Regions from separate parts of the Tachysurus vachellii genome. Here region 1 is linked to region 2. Evidence: chromatin contacts called from public Hi-C data. All regions are on one chromosome and are shown on one strand. The core of a region is the stretch at or near the end of the contact, and the rest is flanking DNA. Distances in the headings are between cores, read along the strand shown.

What was found. Hi-C and Micro-C count contacts between places; a contact is called where the count stands out from the background.
Region 1: a Hi-C map of blood shows a contact between it and region 2, with 5 times the contacts expected there. The contact joins the promoter of dph6 here to the promoter of meis2a in region 2. A contact is called at or near these places in 2 of 3 Hi-C or Micro-C datasets (blood and muscle).

Annotation. Positions count from the first base shown.
Region 1 is chr10:11,474,238-11,481,302 of HZAU_Pvac_v1, forward strand. dph6 (diphthamine biosynthesis 6) reads left to right here and starts at 5,792. Exons shown (of 15, transcript XM_060879429.1): 1 at 5,792-6,041; 2 at 6,219-6,310; 3 at 6,394-6,578. The coding sequence starts at 6,013.
Region 2 is chr10:11,228,053-11,234,540 of HZAU_Pvac_v1, forward strand. It overlaps meis2a (Meis homeobox 2a), which reads left to right and starts at 1,898. Exons shown (of 13, transcript XM_060879410.1): 1 at 1,898-1,990; 2 at 4,706-5,516; 3 at 5,997-6,229. The coding sequence starts at 5,505. LOC132852303 (a long non-coding RNA gene) reads right to left here and starts at 4,137. Exons shown (of 2, transcript XR_009649112.1): 1 at 3,448-4,137.

The DNA.
Region 1 (7,065 bases), core at 4,542-7,041, 250 kb after region 2:
TCACCATATCAAACTTTCTATGCGACATTTAGAAACAGTTGAATCTCTACATCACTTTTAAACACCACAGAAAAATGGAACATAATCCTACATTCTTGAATACACTTGGGCCTTAATAGAATGGAGTTTTTTTTGCCAATGGAAGGCTATGCAGAACTTTAAATGTTAATCAGGGGAACTTGTTTGCCTTTCCAGGCTTCCACCGATGATTAAGATAAGACCTGGATTAAATGGAAGAGTGCGTTTCTGTGAAACATTCAGGCGCTACATATGGAATTGTATTTGGCAGCTGGGTCAGGTGATGGCTGGCATGGAGTGTGTGTGCTTTTCTCAAGCTGTTTGGAAATTATAGGATCTTGTACGTTAATGGACCACATCCCTTTGGCTGTGACTTCACAGAGGGGGAAAAAAGCCATAATTTGATTCTGGGATTTTGCAAGCAAAACAAAACACTTTCAAATCAAGACAATATTTGGAAAATCACATTTACTGAGAAGAGTAGCTGTTTGAGAGTCTGCCCAATTTCTGTGTAATGAAAGCATTGAGGACACTTTGATCCTGCAACTGAGCATCTCCTTTGTTAATAATAAATAATAAAACTTTATATTAGTCAAGACGTATGTAAGCCCATGTGTGTGTCTGGATCACCTTTATTGTAGAAATGGAAGACAAATGCTGTGTTTAAACAAACACACACACATACACACACACACAAAGAAGGCTTTCGTGTACATTTCTGCTCATTGGTGTATCAGTGATCATTTTCTTTGCTGGTTTTATAGTAAATGATGTTAAAGGACTGTACACAGGCTTATTATTTTCCGTCATTAGCAGCTGCTGAGTGCAAGCCACTGAAATGGAGCACAATTTGACCCAATGCCAGTTCCATTGTTAACATATTTCCTCAAATATCTAATCAAGATTCAGTTAGCTTGAGACATTAAGGACATTGTGCTCAATTTACAAAAGCCAGTTGTTAATTGTCTGTAAAAATGTGTACAGATTCCTGGTTGTGTTGTTCACAAAGGTCTTTTGATGTGGGTAAAACATATAAAGGCCTCATTATACGTATCCGGCCACAGAACATTAGCCTTGAGGGTCAGCTGTTTGAATTCTGATTGAGGTACTTCCATAGGCTTTTAGATCAACTATACTATTAACCTTAGTTAGTGTAGTAGTTTAATATGAAATGTAAAATCAACACACACACCCAATATGTTTTATTTGGCATTTTTGAAAGTGGGAGCAAAGTGAAGCCAAGTTTTAGAAACACAGTGTTCATTCATTTTCAGTAACCACACACACCAGTCCAGCACTGGGCACCACACACACACACACACACACACACACACACACACACACACATTCACACGCTAATTCACACCTGGGGCACTTTAGAGTAGCCAACCCACCTACTGGGATGTTTTTGGGAGGTGGGAGGAAAACAGAGAACCCAGAGGAAACCCATGAGGACACAGGGAGAACATGTGAAACTCCACATAGACAGTAACCTGAACTCAGGATACCACAAACCCTGGAGCTGTGAGGCAGCAACTCTACCCTCTGCACCACTGAGTGTGAAGTGTGCCCACTCAAAAGACATCAGTACCATGATCATTTCTTATATTTCTCATGTTGTTTTAGATCAAATTCCCACACTCCTACAGTAGCTAACAATCAAACTGCTATCTAATTAGCTAACAATAACTTTTTATTTTTATTTGTTTGTCTTGTTTACAAAATTCTCTGACTGTTTGTTACAATAAAATATGTTTATCCTAGGCTATCTGACAAGCATGATATATCAGTTACAGGGCAGTCAGTGTAATTTTCTGATCCATTACACCTAGATAATTACATTGATCAGTGTTAGCAATCTAGCTACACAATACTAGCTGATTCTCTCAGAATTTTTTAAATGTTTACTTTTACACAAGGCTACATACAACTCTTTTTTACAATGCTAACATTACACATAGCTGAATAGGTATTTAACTTATGTAGTTCATATAAAAATAATATATCGTACATAAATATTATAGCTTATTTTAGGATATAATGGTCAAAGTTGGAAAACTAGCTGCTTAACTTCACTCTATTCCACAATGTTAGCTAACATTACACATAGATAGCTACCTAATTAGCTAATGCTAGTGTATATATTGTAGGTCAGATTTGGAAACCTAGCTAGTTAACTTTGTCACAATTTTTCATAATTTTTCAATTTTTCACAATTTTTCATAATTTTTCACAATTGCTAAAATTATCTCACTGTCACATTTTTCTCACTGAAATCAGTGTACCTTAGTGTAACTAAAATTTTTTAGCTCACGCTCTTCTATCGTATCCCTCTACCGCTGATATATCTGTAGTCTACTGCAACAGAACACTGATAATTTTTGTCTTCCTTTAACCACCATCTTCTCGATTAAGATGCTGTTTGATGCTAGTTGAATATTTACCCAAATACTAATAAATTTACCTCACTCTCTTTTCCACAATGCTACATACCACAGATACTGTACGTACATACACACACACACACACACACACACACACACAAACACACACACACACACACACATATATATAAAAATATATATATATATATATATATATATATATATATATATATATATATATATATACACACACACACCCACATATATATATATATATATATATATATATATATATATATATATATATATATATATATATATATATGTATATGTATATATATATATATATATATATATATATATATATATATATATATATATATATATATATATGTATGTATATGTATATATATGTATGTGTGTGTGTGTGTGTGTGTGTGTGTGTATGCACGTATCTATACTGTATCAGCATGTTTAGCTACATTTCACAAAGTTGGCAATCTAGCTGGGTAATGACAGGTTTAACACTTAAATTCCTCTCATTTTACATCTCACTCACTACATCTTATAATATGCTGATCATTTCTGTGCTTGTTGTTTCTTTCAATGGGAGAACTTGCAGGAACCAAATACTGCATCACCTATTAAAGGCATTACAAAACCTCATGATTTATATTCAGCTGAATTATAGGAGAAAAGTCTGGCTCTCTGCAATGACCAGTAAACGCCCAATCAAAATCTAAGCAATTATTTCCGAGTAAATTTCAAACTTTGCCTGAACTATTTGGTGCCATTAGCTGGACTGGTGAGGCATCTGGTATTTTAGCATGCATGGCCTGTTGAGGATAATGTACAGTTGAATCCATCACTGCCTGCTGCATGCTGCTGTTTGCTGAGAAGTCATGGAGCAGGAAGCCAGAGGTTGCCAGGTCACCATCAGCCACATCAATACTGTAACGAAAAGCATCTGAACAGCCTGCAAATTACCTTACAGCTCTGCTCAGTGTTAGTAACCACATGAAGAGTTAGAGAAAACTGTGTAGTGGAAAGTCAGTATCTGGATTCTGCAGCATTTTTGTGCTTACTGTAGGTAGAGCTACAAGTGCAACCTTAGTGTAGAGGAAATAGTTGCCTAATGATGTAAATGTGCTTCCAGGAGTTATGAGTAAGTCCTAGTGCGATTTTAGGGTAGAGTTTAACTGAAGGAAGTTCAGCACCCAGCACTGTGTTGTGTTGCCAATGCCAATGCATCAATAGTTCACTGGATAAAGTTGTATGAAAGTAGCTGAGCAGAATTTAAAAGTGTTACTGACAAGTCTTCCAAGCTTATATGAGAACATTCAGAATTTAGAGATGTTCTAATATGAGACAATAAATAAGCATGTTTGTTCACAGATGGCCAAGAATGTTTCACTTTCCATTAATATGAAATGGAGCAAAAACCAAAAAGTGCAAAATTGCTGCTAAAAGAAACAGCACACTATGTCAGAGAGTGTCCCTTTTTTTTTATAGAATCTGTATCGGCTGTCCTCTAAAAGGAAGATAAATAGAAAGCCGGTGTGTGACGACTCTTTCCTGTCTCTGTGTTCAACCTTGACTGGCCTGCCCTGCTGCTCAATATGTCTGCACCATGATTTCAGGCCTCACTTTGTCATTACACCCAAAGTTTTTGTGTCCTTGTCTGACAAAAATTAGTTTGTGTATCTGTGTAAATCAACTGTTGTATTCGTATGCTCCTTTAAGAGTGCCATTCGATTCCCTGTGCCTTGCCTCCATATTTATGCGCCTCATATTCAGTTCATTGCCTGTGCCTCAGATGCGCTATCCATCAAGGGTTTTTATTCCCTGTGCACCTAAAAGACAAAGTAACACTCTATTGGATATTGCAGAAATACTGCCACAAATAAAAACAAAATTCTTTACAAGTGGACCTGCAATATGAACGGATTTATAAAATAAGAATAATGATAAATGCTTGGAGATTTGGAGCATTTTTGGTGACAACAAAACAGAGATTTTAAAGTGCACATTGTATAAGGTGCAAACTGGGTGTTGGAGTAATCTAAGTTAATTAAATGCAATCTAAACACATAGTTTTAGTAAAATCCAAAAGAAAATGAGTCTCTGTTTAAAACACAGATAATCCTACAATTTACAAACTGTACAGAGACACAAAGCATTGATCCCACTAATCAATAAACTTTTATAATCATCATTACAAAGTTTTCAAAGAGTACTCGATAAATAAATAAGAACATAGAAATAAGAACGACCCAGAGAAGGTAACGTTAAGAAAAAGAAAAAAATACAGAGGACTGTGAAGATGTCTTTTTCAATTTTGTACACTCTGACAAAATCAGTTGCCTTTGGCCTGCTCAGGGGCACAAGGTGAAGAAAGCACACGAAGGCACTGCAATTATTCTGCTCTGGCACAACAACTGAGAGCAAAAGGAGCATCAAAGGTTTTCCTCTCAGCCACAGCATTCCCTCTGAGGAAAACACTGCCTGTGTGAATAGCACAAGAGAGGCGGCGGCTGCTGCTGCACGTAGGCCTGTTCGTGCCATAACTCCACAAGGCTCTACAAACTGTGCATCATTCCCCATAATATGCTATTGCTAAATCTGGTGTATATGCATAATTTAGATTTATTTCAGAATTACAATAATAATAATAATAATAATAATAACAACAACAATAATAATACACATTATTATTATTATTATTATTGTTGTTATTATTATTATTATTATTATTATTATTATTATTATTATTATTATTATTATTATGTAGTTAGGCAGTTACAGTCCTTACTGTTACTCGGATGAATATTGGCTTTATTGACTTCATTAAAAATATAACACATCTGTCATCATTCTGTTGACAAATATTACAATTAAATCTATTAAATAAAACAGAATATTGCATATACACCACCAGTACGACAACACTAATAATAATAATAATAATAATAATAATAATAATAATAATAATAATAATAATAATAATAATAATAAATAATAATAATAATACTTTTACGATTCAATTATTAGTTGCATTCAAATTAAATAAAAATAAAATGAAATAGAATTTGTTTGAGTACTTTTTTGAATTTCTCCATTTATTTATTTGTTTATTTATTTATTTATTTATTTATTTATTTAATTTTATTTCTCTCTCTTTCTGAATTCGTTCGCATTTGTTTTATAGAAATACGTATATTGCAATTATGTACCGTCACAATTCCCAACACAATATTCTTATTAAAATGTTATTGCGATTGTTTAATTTTTTTTTTTAAACAGGCACTCCATAAGCCAGCTTTTTCTCTTTTATGGGTCCTTCCCTCTCCCGGAAGAAACGGCTTTCACGTCGTCGGCTCGTGTTTACAAATTGGGTTAAATCCCAAATATCTTCTTACTGGTCATAGAGTACACTAACGTAGGGAGAATAACCGGCGGCTGTAGGCAGTATGTAGTGTACCTCAGTAGGGGGTAGTGAGTGGTTTAGGATGTAGCCTGAGTGAACAGGCGTGAGTCTCCGTAGTAACACATTGACAGTGACAGACTCTTTTAACTTTATTTGAGTGTTGTGTGAATGAATGAATGATTAATGACAATGAAAGTTGTTGCACTTATAAGGTAACGAGGTTTCTCTTTGTCTGATGATATGTTCGTTATATTTTCATTATTAATTTAGCTGTCACATGTTCAGTTACACATAAAAGTGCATGTGTTTACAGCTACATATTCATGCATCATCACCATCTGGCATTTAAACCAAAATATATTCATTTCATTCTTTTGTGCTATTTACAGTGGTGGCAAAGACAGCTGTTACAACATGATGCAGTGTGTTTCTGCAGGACACACTATAGTAGCACTGGCCAACCTCAGACCAGCTCATACAGGTAAGATCATAAATCTGATATCCTTAAATAACTGCTGGTAAAATATTAATAATAAAGCTTTCTTCTCACTCTGTGGTTCCCAGATGAGCTCGACAGCTACATGTATCAAACGGTTGGGCATCAGGCTATTGAGCTGTATGCAGAAGCTATGGATCTGCCATTGTACAGGAGGACCATAGAAGGCTCGAGTGTGGACACAGGCAGAGAATACAGCCCGAATGATGCTGATGAGGTGGAAGACCTGTACCAGCTACTTCAACTTGTGAAGGTAATCCCTGTGAAGGTGTTTTGCAGGGGAAAGAATTTAAGGGTTTCAGCCACAAGCATCAAGCGACTCCCACGTATTTCACACGTCAACATCTAGTAGTTTTATCGTCAAAACAAAAGTAGTTTTATCGTCATCCGTGTGTTCGTTCATTTCCACTGCACGCACCAAGTCGCTTTGTATGACACTGAATATCTTTACAGCTCCAAAATAAGCTGTTAACTCTAAATATCAGAATGTTTAGATACCTACACAAGTAATTTAACTGCATGTGTGTTCATGAGGCAGTCAGATTTCTTTCTAAATGCATATGTTATACACCTCAAAGCTCAGCATCCACTTCAACAAGAAAACTAGTACACACGATCATTTATGCAGTTACACAATCAGACAAACCTGTGGCAGCATCACAGTGCATAATATCATGGAGGTACAGGCCATGAGTTTCAATTACTCTTCAAATAAATCATCAAAAAGTGTAACTTTAACC
Region 2 (6,488 bases), core at 648-3,147:
ACACACACCCTGTCAAACGGAGATAATACTGCATCGCCGAGCCCGTGCGGATCTCACGTTTACGCACTGAAAATGATGGTTATTATGGCTCATGTTTCGAAAAGGAAAAATCTAATTTCAATAGTGTCCATTTCGAGAGTAAAAGGAGAGCGCGTTTAACAGAGCGCACTGAGACTGAGCCGCTGATGAAAAGGATTTAAATCCACACGGGATCAGTGTTTTGCTCTGATCAGCGGGGGAGGAAACACTTTACCGCGCCGGGGTTCTGACGCAAAAATCCGCATTAAGGTCACGATGCGCTGCTCAGCTCAAATGTGGGCTAGATAAGGAGCAAGGTGCTGTGTAATAAAAGCAGACTGATATTACTGCTTTAAACACTGGTAGCTCAGTAAATGCTGTGCGACAGAAAGGGTCACCGCTGTGATGTGCTCTCTATCACGACCCCGCTTACACACTTCGGCCAATTACACGCAGTAAAGAGTGAATGCGCTCAGAGAAAATGCCTGATTATGGTCCATCCAACCCAATAACGATTTTTATAGCCACTTCTTTCCACAAATCAGCTAACATTTATTTACAGATGATTCAGCTTAAACAGAAACGTATTATATGTCACCAAATTGACCGATGCGCACTAGTTAATTCAAATGTACTAATTTTGTAAAATTACAAAATAGACATAAATTTTCAAAGCAAAACATTATTGAGATTATCGTAAATTAAAAAAAAAATGTACTAAAGTACTTAACTAAAGTTTGCTTGCTTGCTTTTTTTCTTAACCCTAATGACCAAATAAATTTAATCTATTAAACGGTTTAAAGCGCTTTATAGGAAATTACTAAGCGTAGCCTAATTTAAATCAATTTTTGCTTCTCGAAACGATAATTTAGCTCATTTTGATTAATATTACAAACCTGAAGATGATTTAGAAAGGTTTTTACTTGGGAATGAAACACGGCAATAAAAATATTAATGATTACTTAATAATTAATAATACTAATATTAACAATAACAATACAGTGTTATTTTAATAATAATAAAATATGATTAATAACAACAACAACAACAACAATAATAATAATAATGATAATAATAATAATAATAATAATAATAATATCGTTTTGTAATTTTGTGCACACTTTAGTGTAAAACACTGATTTATTTCTGAAGCACCCAAATAAAATAAAATTTAATACTGTTTCTAACTGGACCGTAAAATTCTGTTCAAAAAACTACAATCGTACTATCTAATACTTCGTATTTCTGCAAAAGAGGAACTGATTGTTTCTTGCAGAAGTGTGAATATTCACTTTGTTTTCTTGCAAAATAACCATTGCAATGCAAACTAAAATCTTTGCCTCGCAGCATTGTTCATTTTTATTGCACGAAATGATAAACGAAAAACGCCCTATTTTTTATTTCTTTTTTTTTTGCAATAATTTTAGGAACTCTTCAAGATAATCATTATCTATTTATCTATCATTATAAATATACATTAGAAAATGGGAAGAAAAATGATTCCTTTTTATTTTGCCTTAATGTTCATTATTTTCTTATTAATTGTATTCTTTTATTTTGTAGGGTTTTTTTGTCTTTTTCGATCTGGATTATAAAGAATTTGATTAAACTCCTATTTTAAGCGTCTGCAAATAAAACAGTTGGGTAAATGGCGGCCGCTGAGACCCGCCAGATGGCGCTAACGAGTTGCATATTTTACACAGCAGGTCAGGCTAAAGACACAAAAGGATCTTTAACATTTCCATGGGAATGCCTAGGTTACAGTTTGCGCCCCCACCCTACCACACACACACACACACACACATACACACTTTGCCAATCCATGCACTACGAGCGAAAGGAAAATACTCCATTCAGGCTGAAGAATTTACAGTTAGCCGCGAAACTTTTACAAGTATTTGAGTTGCACAGTCTACTTGCAGAGAAACGAGGCACATTTCACTTGAGGTCAGAGAAAGTTCAACTTGATGAGGTAATTTAGATTATTGCATGATATAAACACTAAACAAAAAGATTCTTAATAAAATTATGGATAAATGTGTTATAAATATGTTTTGACATCACTCTAGTGATGACATCACTGTGTGTGTGTGTGTGTGTGTGTGTGTGTGTGTGTGTGTGTGTGTGTTTGTGTGTGTGCGCGCGCGCATGTGTGTGTGAGAGAGAGAGATTTGTATTTTATTGATCCATTTATTTATATTTGTTTTTGGGAGGGTGGGGAGTCATCTCGGTTAACCTCATTGCATCCATAATATTTAAACATTATCAATTTTTACATATAAATTATCAAATTAAATGTTATTATATTTTAACGTGTTCAAACTCGTTACTTAATATAAACTTTATTCAATTTAACTCACCCCAACATAACCCAACACTTTGCTTGGATTATTTTAAGCGCAAAAGTTTCAATCACATTTGATGTTACTAGAAAAGTTTAAAAATCGAACTAACTTAAAGTGAAGCCTTGGACTGGGACTTTGAGGCTTATTGAGAAGTACAGTTGTTTGTTAGAATAGGGAACACATGCAGGATATGAGCGGTTCCGTAGGCTCGTGATTGTCTCACTGTTTTGCTTGAAATGGATCCCATGCCCCCTAATGAATCCAAACGCAGCTGGCCATGTCCCACACGGACACCGATAGCTTTAACCCTAAACTGACCTCAATTTGACACCACAAGATGAACATTTACCGCCCGTTAATGTCCGCTTCTTCAGGAGTACAATCTGCATTTCCCCGTCAAACTGTGCATGTTTGTTTTAGCTCTCAACTGCTTTACACTCTACTGTATCCCAAAACAGCCTGTATAACAATTTTGTGATAATCTCCGAAAAAAACAATAAATAAATAAATAAAAACAACTTAAGACGTGTTTCAATCTTAAAATTCCACATTACAATAGATTAGTAATGATTGCAATTATATAATTAATTTTTAGATGCTTATAACGAAAACTCATTGATTTTATTTTAGAATGTTGATACTGTTTAATGCTTATTATTATTATTATTATTATTATTATTATTATTATTATTATTGTTATTGTTATTATTATTATTTTATGTTGTTTTTTTCTAAAAGGTTTTTTTTATTGTACGATTTGGAGAAGTTATAAATAAATTGTCTATAGGTTATTCTAACAACCACCCCTACCATTTCTAATTTGTGCCTATTTAGAGAAAACGCGTGAAAATCATTTAAGTAACATTTTCGTCTATTACGCGATGGACTTAAAAGCATCCCAAAAATGTTATGCACTCTCACATCTGATCTTAAATAGGATTTAAATTATTTAGCAAACAAACAGCGCTGTGACCGGGCTCACCTCACTTGGCATTTAACGCGCCGATCGCATTTTCCCACCTTAATCTCACGTTTTCCTCCTGCCGTACGCTAGCATAAGCGAAGAGAAGGGATATGCACTCACCAATTTTTTTTCTCCGGGAAAAGCCCGACAGGCGTGTGTGAGAGAGTGAGGAGAGAGTGGGAGTCGGCATGCTGCCCGCTGTGTGCGTCGCAGCGCTCTGATCACGGTGTGGAGGGAGAGAGCTGGCCGCTGGAGTTTCCCCCTTCTATAGTGTGGAATCCGCACAGCCGACCGGCTTCCACTTTTCTCCTTGCGCTTCTCTTATCTTTATCTCACCAAACATGTTTGTTTTTGCCGAAAACATTCTGAAAACTGTCCCACAGATACTGAAAACCACACAACTGCCGCGTCTTTATGGTATTTTATTTGACGGTTGTTAGCTGAATTCATTCTACACTACTAGATGAGCGGGTCTCTCTATAAGCGGTGAAATTGTTAATTCAGAAACAAAACAGGTCACGGAGCTTTAAATGTAGCCGCTTAGATGCAAAAGCCCCTATCAATAAGGCGATGATGTCACGCGCGCGGCGGTGTGTAGGCTATTGTCACTGATGTGGCTAAATATTAAAAAGGGATGGATGACCTCTTTGGGTTTTGAGCTCAAAAAAGCGCTTGGCATTAGGGAAAAGGGCCAGCAGTATTGCAATCGATGGCCCAGTCATTGCTCCTCCTCTAAACTTTCAAGCTTGCCTCGTGATTGATGATCTTTGGGGCGCTTTGATAATTGACTACTCCGAGGTAAGGCACAGATTTCTATCTTGAGATGTGATTGGACGAAAGACACATTTAAACACTTTCCCTATAAAAACATTTTTTTCCTGCATGGGAAAGTTCATTTTACTCAAAAAGGGGTGCTCAGCGTGTCCTAACAAACAAATACCTCATACTTAGAAGAGTAACTGGATATTAGGCTTTACAACAAAGTCATTTACATTGACTCGAAAACAGAAGTTATATTCTGGCGGATAGACTCGGCAAAGTGCGCAGTGTTGCGGTGGATTTGTAAGTTATGTTGCACATTTTTCTTTTTAAAATGCTTTGAATTACTGGACAGCTTAACAGTGTGTATAGATAAACTGCGCAGGGGAAAAAATGCACGGGGATTTTTTTGTTATATTAACACGTTAAAACAAAACAATATTTTGTCTTTAAACTACTAAGGCAGTAAGTGAATTTGGCCTATAATGCTAATCTTGACAGATCTATTCTGTAGTCTAACCAGATGCCAAAGAAGTGTGGACATCGGTTAAAATGCAATGCAGATTAACGCGCAAAACGAGTTTGAGTGCTTTTTTTTTCTCTTTTCTTTTCTTCCCAGATACTTCAGTCCTCTGTGACTGTGTGTGTGCTGTTGTTGTTTGGCTCCCCCCGTGCGGAGTTGAAGCCGTCCTCTCGTGCGCGCGCCGCGTATCGCAGGGTTTGGTCTGTTCTCTGTGTGCGCCGCGGGACTGGCTGTGGCCGCGCTACTTCCGGGTTCCGTCATTCCACTGTGCGCCGCTCAGCGCTGTGAACTCACTCTGTTCTATAAGCGCGCCAGCAGCCAACCTGCCAACACTCGCTGACACTCACTCATCTCAGACCGCGCCATAGACGAATACCTGCCGAGGAAAGGAGAGATCTGCAATGGCAATCTTTTAATTTTGTCGCTGTTTTCCGTCTTCCTTTTTTCACAGCACTCATAAAACAAGAAAACGAAGCGGAGGCGTGGAGGAGCCGCGGAGTTGCTGGATGAAAACGGACTAAAAAGATTTCGTCCTCTCTTGCACATCATCACCGACCATCATTCATTCATTACCTTGACAACCTCTGGCTTTGATTGACAGCCGGAGTGGCAAAAAGCCATGAGACACGACAGTTTAGTTACATGCAGGTTGTTGATGGGCCGATTGTAACCTTCAGTTTGCTTCTTGACATTTTTTCTACTTTTTGGGGGCAAAGAGAAAAACAAGAAAAATTGCCAAACTCTTCCCGATGTCTGTGCTGGGTCTGAACTGTATTGGAGAATAGGCGAATTCACGAAGTTGGTTAAAAAGGGAATCTTACCACTAAATCACGTTCTTACAGGACTGGGATATTAAATATACGACACGTCCCGGAGTTTATTGGAGCGCAGCCTGATGGCGCAGAGGGTAGGTTTTAAATCTCTAACACTTACCTATACACATTCACTATAGGAAGGGCCGCGTGTATCGTTCTCCTCGCCACACGGACGCTTCATTTACAAACTGCTGTTATATAAGGATTGTTATTTGACGTTTTCCCCGAATCTCTCCTACTGTCCCGGTGTGACAAGCCCGCGGTGTAGCGGCGAACTCGGGAGATTTCTGCAGCAGTTGTGAAGTCAGCTTTAAACTTAAAGCTCCTACCATAAGTAACACGACGCAGCACTGAACTTGAGCATGTTTCTGGTAATCCACAAATAATTATTAGTAGTGTTTTACACTGCCCCGTTAGAAAACACGATTCCAACCGAACTCAACATTACGAGCAGAAATTTTGATTTCTTCCTTTACAGCAGTTCTTTCACTTTGCTCGTGTATTTTTCATTTTGGTGGTTTGTGTGCATTTACCTATTCTTTGTACGTGACTTTCTTATGTTTTGATTTTAGTACGATGAGTTGGCCCATTATGGCGGTATGGACGGGGTCGGAGTTCCGGCTTCTATGTACGGGGACCCGCACGCGCCTCGGCCGCTGACCCAAGTGCACCATCTGAACCACGGGCCGCCGCTGCACGCGAGCCAGCACTACGGCGCACATGCCCCGCATCCCAACGTAATGCCCACCAGTATGGGCTCAGCTGTCAACGATGTTTTAAAGCGGGATAAAGATCAAATTTACGGGTGAGTGAAATATTATTATCCCAAATTAGTGTTAGCTTCTGCGTATTTAGCTGCTTTTTTCTGCCTTTGAAGAAACAGAGTGCTTTAGTAAAGCTTTAGTAAAGCACTCGTTAGATTTAGTTTGAATTTGCGGAACAACGAAAACCGATCATTACTAACGGGGCACATTTTACTGTCTCACTACATTCAGTTAAAAGCAGATTTGTATGTAAATCCTACTAAATTTTTATTGTCCGTTTAAAGTGTGTGTTGTGTTTAA